Regions from separate parts of the Pan troglodytes genome. Here region 1 is linked to region 2. Evidence: chromatin contacts called from public Hi-C data. All regions are on one chromosome and are shown on one strand. Each heading gives the region's core, a stretch centred on a gene start, on an enhancer-like site or on the middle of the called end of the contact. The rest is flanking DNA. Distances are from core to core; before and after follow the strand shown. Region 1 holds the start of PTPRS (protein tyrosine phosphatase receptor type S). Region 2 overlaps KDM4B (lysine demethylase 4B).

Evidence for each region. A called contact is a pair of places that touch in the nucleus more often than the background predicts.
Region 1: a contact with region 2 is called in a Hi-C map of stem cell-derived neural progenitor cells, with 2.4 times the contacts expected there. The contact joins the promoter of PTPRS here to the enhancer-like site in region 2. A contact is called at or near these places in 2 of 7 Hi-C or Micro-C datasets (blood and stem cell-derived neural progenitor cells) and 1 of 1 datasets of contacts at active chromatin or transcription factors (stem cell-derived excitatory neurons).

The regions. Positions count from the first base shown.
Region 1 is chr20:7,689,287-7,692,649 of NHGRI_mPanTro3-v2.0_pri, forward strand. It overlaps PTPRS (protein tyrosine phosphatase receptor type S), which reads right to left and starts at 2,005. Exons shown (of 32, transcript XM_054673216.2): 1 at 1,857-2,005.
Region 2 is chr20:7,394,727-7,397,983 of NHGRI_mPanTro3-v2.0_pri, forward strand. KDM4B (lysine demethylase 4B) reads left to right here. Exons shown (of 23, transcript XM_054673182.2): 6 at 880-1,073. Among named protein-coding and RNA genes, the nearest start is that of KDM4B, 81 kb to the left of the region's middle. Within about 2 kb of position 1,870, at least 11 of the 24 cell types and tissues checked have an H3K27ac peak or open chromatin away from gene starts, as enhancers often do. A contact at or near this core is called in stem cell-derived neural progenitor cells, where this site is marked.

The DNA.
Region 1 (3,363 bases), core at 755-3,254, 290 kb after region 2:
AGCAGAGGCGCGGGATGGCTTCCTTCTCCCGGGCGAAAGGCGGCAGAAAGAGGGAAGAAGGGCGCCCCAGACAAAGAGGCGCCGTCACCCTCTGCACCCCAAGGACAGCAGCGATAGGGGGGCACCCAGAGGAGGCCAGAATCCCAGCAGCCAAAGTCCGGGTGGTGGCGGACGGGAGCCCGGAGCGTGTGGGTCCCTGTCCTTGGGACCCTAGGGGTCTCTTCCTGCCTCCTCCGGCTTCTAGGTATCATCCCTGCTGCTCAGCCGGGACTCCGACACCTCGGACACCCGCTTCACTAGCCGCGGCTGCCGGGATGTGTTTTTAGGGTCTCGGCCAGAGGCAGGAGGACCCCATGCTCAGAAGGGGGCTCCCCTAGATTGTGACGGGGGGGGGACAGGGGAATCCCAGCTGAGCCCAGAAGGGGGAGGCAAGGCACCCCCAATGAGGCTCTGGGAGGTTTGTTAATTTGGGGGAATGAGGTCCCAGGAGGTGGCTGGATTTGAGGAAGGGTTGCAGAGGAAGGGGCGTTCTTGGAAGCTGCATATTTAGGGACCCACGAGAAGACGATTTGAGACTGGGGAAAGAGGGTCAACCGAAGAAGGAGGTCCCAGATTTGGGGCGGGGGGTGTGGTTGAAAAAAAGATTCCCAGTTTGTGGGAAAGGTTCCCTGATTTGAGGATTCTAGAGAGAAAGCGGCCGAAGGGGAGTTCCCCAATTTGGGAACGGGGGGAATTGGGAAATGTCCAGGATTTGTAGGGGGAGGTCCGAAGGGGAGGATCTTAATTTTAGGAGAGATTCCCATCAAGAGAGATGAACTTGGCCGCAGCCTGGCCGAACCCTCGCACCCACGGCGCGGGCACTCTAACCTGGGGGGCTCCCCTCAGGGCACGCCCCGCGCCCCCTTTAACCCGGTGCCGACGGCCCCGCCCCCCGGGATGACGTCACCTCCCCTCCCCCCGCAGCCCCCGGGGGCTCCCGGGGCGTGCGGAACCCGCGGGGCTGGCGGTTCCAGGGGCGGCTTCCCCACTCTCGGGATCCCCACGGGGCCCCCAGCGCGGAGGGGAGACTGGGGTGCTGGGCGTGCGCGTCTGCCTGCCAGAGCCCCTGGGGCTGGGGGCTGAGGCTCGCCCCTGGGTGGGGAGGCTGGAAGGGGGCGCCGGGGCCGCAGAAGGGTGGGGCAATGCCCGAGTGCCGGAGGGGCGACCTCCCATAAGGCAACGACAGGGCCCGGAGTGTTCCAGCGGAGACGGCGTAGACTCGGGGGTCTCCAGGGGAGGGGGACCCGGAGAGGGAAGGCGGCGGGCGCAGCAGCCCTGGAGCCACCCTGCCTGGAGCCACCCGTCCCGGCTCCTCTCCGCTCCGGGGCGCCCGCACGCCCCCCATCCCCCGGCACAGCGCCCCCTGCCTCCAGGACCCGCCCGGGGACCCGGGCCGGGCGCCGCCGGGGCCGGCAACCGCTCCGCACACACGCGCGCCCCCCTCCGCGCCTCTGCCCCGCCCGCAGCCCGGGGTGGTGCAGCCGGCGGCGCTGGGCAGCTTCCAACGCCGCGCTCCGGGCGCTTCCAGCCCAGCCCCCTCCCACGCCGCGGACGAAGCCCCCCAGCCCCCCCTGCCGAGCGCCCCCAGCGCGGCCCCGGCCCAGTCCCTCGGGGCATTGTCCGGGCGCAGCTACCGGGGCGCAGCGGCTGGGCGTGCAACTGGCTGCAGCCGAGCATCCTCCGAGCACAATGGCCGTGCAGGCTTCCCCGGCACAAAGCCGGCGCGCTGCCCACTCGGCTGCCTCCGAGACCCCCCTTGGAGCGCCTGCATTTTTTTTTCCTCTAATCCATGATTTTTTTTTTTTTTTTGGCTTTACCTGGAGGCTGGCTGGGCTGGGCTCCCCCGGCTCTGCCCCGCTTCACATCCTGGCTGTTGCATGGGATCCGAGCGGAGCCCGAGCGCCAGCGGCTCGCGGCGTGCGCGCGCCGGCCGGGCTGCCGGGCGGGCGGCGCGAGGACACTCACTGCGGCTCGCGCTCCCCTAGCTCCGGCTCGCGCGCCCCCCCAGCCGGTGACGTCATCCCTTCCGCCAGCGCCGCCGCCGCCGCCGCCGGGTCGGGGGCAGGGCCGGCCCGTGCGCGTCACTGCGCAGCCGCGCGGCCGCCACGCCCCCCGGCCAATGGGACGGCGCAGCGCGGTCACGTGGCCCCGGGGTGTTTAAAGGGCCGCGGGAGCACGTGGGGAGCGGGGCTTCGCGGGACACGTGGGCGGCTGCGGTGGTGGTGATGGTGGCGGCGGCGGCGGCGGGAAGGGCCCCTGGGGCTACTGTCCGTGCGGGAGCCCCAGCGTCCTGGGTGCAAAGGGCATGGCACTTTCTGTGCGCTGCCCTAAACTGTGCCAGGGCTCCCCAGTACCCTTGGAATAAAATCCCGCCTCCTCTCTGCAGCTCGCCGTTTCACATTAGCGCCCATTACCCTGTCCCCTCCCCCCCACCATGTCAATGATCCAGAAAAACCAGCTGCTCCTTCTTTGCTTTTTAAGAGATGGGGTCTGCCACCTGGGCCTCAGTACAGTGGTATGATCATAGCTCACTGCAGCTTCAAACTCCTGGGCTCAGGTGATCCTCCCGCCTCAGCCTCCTGAGTAGTTGGGCTCAGGTGATCCTCCCGCCTCAGCCAGCTTCTTACAGTTCCTCTAACTTGAGCATCCAAGATCTTCCCCTTCTCATCTTTCCAATTTCTGCTCAAATAAGCAGCGCCTGGGAGAAGCCCTCCCTGACAACAGCTACCAGCCACGCCCCACTCCACTCTATCCCATTATCCCGGTTTGTTGTTGTTGTTGTTGTTGTTTGTTTGTTTGGTTTTGAGTTGGAGTCTCACTCTGTCGCCCAGGCTGGAATGCAGTGGCGTGATCGCGGCTCGCTGTAACCTCCGCCTCCTGGATTCAAGCTATTCTCCTGTCTCAGCCTCCGGAGTAGCTGGAATTACAGGCGTGCTGTCACCACGCCTGGCGAATTTTTGTATTTTTGTTAGAGACAGTGTTTCACCATGTTGGCCAGGCTGGTCTTGAACTCCTGACCTTAGTGATCCGTCCACCTTGGCCTCCCAAAGTGCTGGGATTACAGGCGTGAGCCACCGCGCCTGGTCCCATTATCCCGTTTTTATTCTAGTTACACTACAGTGTGGCTCCAGAGATCCCTATGTGTAGGCTGAACACATGAATGAATGGATGATGGAGCACTTCTTATAGAGTAAGCACTTTACACAGGTCTCACCTAATTACCATCCCCTGCTTCCCTGTAGTCAGGACGAGCCACAGTTGGAACCCAGCTAAAACACTGACTTGCTGTGTGAGGCCCTGAGCCTCACTTTCCCCATCTGTAGA
Region 2 (3,257 bases), core at 620-3,119:
ACTAATGTGTATCTTATGAGCTCTTGGGACAGGATGGGGTTTGTTTGCTTGTGGCATTAAGAATAGATGTGCCTGGCGGGTGGGGATTCCGTTCTTGTTTGCCTAGTTCTGAAAACTGTCTTCGTCTCCTCGGTCAGAAGCTGTGGAAGGGCTGTCACTGGGCCTTGGCTCCGGTACCATCGCTGGGTTAGCCCCAAGTGGTGACTGTTTTTCTCCTTCCGTGTCATTGACTTAGAGGCGTGTTAATTATGCACTCCCAAACTGCAGACTTCACAACAAGGCCTCCACCCAGCAGGAAGCACGCAGCTCAGTGGAATCTGACAGGCCCTGCCTGCCTGGTGCACGCTGGCATGTGCGATGGGGCCCTTCCTGGAAGGGCCAAGCTGGCGGTGAGCCCTTCAGAAAAGGTGTCTGGGCTGGGTATGGCGGCTTATGCCTGCAGCCCCAGCGCTTGGAGGGGCCAAAGTGGGAGGGACCATTGAGCCCAGGAGTTCGAGACCAGCCTGGGCAACAGAGTGAGACTTCATCTCTACAAAAAAAAAATGTAAAAATTAGCCAGGTGTGGTTTCTCACGCCTATAGCCTATAGTCCCAGGTACTCAGGAGACTGAGGCTGGAGGATTACCTGAGCCTGGGAGGTTGAGGCTGCAGTGAGCTATGATTCTGCCACTGCACTCCAGCCTGGGCAAGAATCTCACACAGAGTAAGACCAGCCCCTGGTCTGCAGGGTATGACCAGCCCCTGGGGGGGCCGCAGATACTGGGGTGGAGGAGGATGGGCAGCGACCCCTGGGACTCTGGGGAGAATTAGCCTGCACCCCAGGGCTCGCAGGTTCTGGGGGTGGCCGGGCGGTTGCCGACACTGCTCTGCCGCCCCACAGGACGTGGCCCAGTGGAACATCGGGAGCCTCCGGACCATCCTGGACATGGTGGAGCGCGAGTGCGGCACCATCATCGAGGGCGTGAACACGCCCTACCTGTACTTCGGCATGTGGAAGACCACCTTCGCCTGGCACACCGAGGACATGGACCTGTACAGCATCAACTACCTGCACTTTGGGGAGCCTAAGTCCTGGTGAGTGTCTGCACTGGCCCTGCCGCCGGCCGGACCGAGAGCCCGTCGGGAGGGGGTCGATCCCGGGTACATGGCTGGGCGCCGTGGCAGGGGCCCCACCAGGTGAGGCCGCAAAGGTCGGCCTATGACGGCTGGAGATCTTCCGGACCGCCTGGGGTCACCCACCAGCTTTGGGGTGGGGGATGTGCACCCCCAGAGCCGAAGCTCCCAGACCCCTAGAGCTTGCGCTTTGTACCCCGGAGTGCCCCCCATTGAGCTGTGAGCGGCCCCAGGTGTCCCCATGGCCAGGAGCGTGGTCTTGAGCCTCCTGAGCTGCCCAGGCTGTGCTGCCTCACAGCCAAGTGGAGACGTTCCTGGTGAAGGGACACTGTCCATGCTGCCCAGAGGGGCCTGGCCAGGATGACCCTGCAGCCGCTCCCTCGCAGTCTCCGCCCTGGCACATCTGGGCCAGGCCCTACAGTTAGGAGGGCAGGGCGTGGCGCTGCAGCCCTGTGTGGAGTGTGGTGGACCTGCCCCTGCCCGGGAGGTGCCGGGTGCAGCGTGGGCGCTGCTGTGGCGGGCTGAGTTCCAGGACCTTCTCCTGGCTCCCTGTGCACGTCCGCAGCGAGGCCGTGTGGGGGTGTGTGTGAATGTGCACGTGTGCGCGCGCATGTGAGTGCGCACGTGAGTGTGTGAGTGTGAGTATGCACGCGTGTGTGCGCCCCTGTGTCACTGGGCTCTGCTTGTGACTGCGGAACCTGCTGGGTGCTCCGCGGGGCTGCCCTGCGCTGTCCTCCAAGGGCCGCTAGGTGGCGCTCCCGCCCTTCCCGGGGCCGCGCTCACGCCTGGAATCTTCCCAGGCCGTCCTCGCGCTGGAGGAGAACGGAGCCTCTGCCTGGAGGGCGTGGGAGCTCCGCCTTGCCTGGCCCTTCCCTGGGTTGGAGTTGTAAGCGGGGAGAGGGGGGCGGGGGAGAATGCTGTACCTCTTCGTTAAAAAAAAGCACAATGAGCAGGAAGGGGCGAGCTGTGCGCATCCTCACCTGCGTCCCAAGCGCAGGTGGAGCCCAAGGGGAAGGCCCTGTAGAGGACCCCATGTGACTTGGGGCAAAGCGTGGCCTCCCAGGGGTGCGTGGGCAGCGGGAAGCCCATGGTGTGACCGGGTTTGTGCCTCCATAGGGACCGTCTGCCCTGTGCAGAGAGCCCCTGTGGGGCGGGAAGTGGCGAGCAGCCGGCAAGGAGGCCCAGCCAGACAGAAGCAGGGGGGTCAGGGACATGGGAGATGGGGGACCAGCCAGTGAGTCAGACATGAGGACTTCAGTGCCAAGGACTGCAGTGCCAGCAGCTCGGTCTCCTGTGAGGGGCCCCGGGGGTTGCTGGCTGTCGTGGGAGCCTGGGCTGGGGGAGACCCTGGGGCTGGGGCTGCTATGGGTCAGATGCCAGGGCCGGGGGTGCCTGCTGCTAGGTCAGAGGGGCCTCTGCGGGAGGAGGCGACAGTGGCTCCCTGGAGGCGGCAGTGGGGCCTGGCCACAGGCCGTCGGAGGGACTGATAGGGATGCGCCAGGAGCCGAGGGCCTCTCCTGAGCTGGTTCATCCAGGACGCAGCCTCTGAGGGCATCCCGCACCTCTCCCCGAATGCCCCTCACTGCACCCCTCCTCTGCTTCGCCTGGTGCCGCAGGCGTCCAGCTGCCACCCCCATGTCTACCCTTCCCCATGACCCGTCATGGGAGATGGCTCAGGGGAGACAGCCGGGGCGGGGCAGCATTGAGTAGGCAACAGTTCTTTCGGGAAGGGAATTCCGGAAGCGCCCTGACCTTGGTCTTGGTTTCTGCCCAGGAAGGGGTGGGGATGGCAGGGGTGGGGCCTGGCATGAGGGGCCTGAGAGGAGCCACAGTGTAGGCTCTAGCTGCAGGGCATGCCCTCAACCCCCCAGAGCTCCCCACTCGCCCCCACAGTCAGCTCAGCCTGCTTAGCACGCAGGGCCCCTTCGCTGCTCTCTCACCAGGGCTGAGGCGGGGCCCCAGATGTTCCCACGGCACCCCATGCCTGCGACAGGCATAGACCAGGTGACCCCAGCATTAGCCAAGGTCTACTACGGGCTATCAGTCCTCCCCAGCAGATGGTAGGGGCCCTGGTCACCCCGTGTCCCAGCTCCCAGCAGGGGCCTGGCACAGAGAGGCTTGGTGACTTGCCGGAGCCTCTTGGAT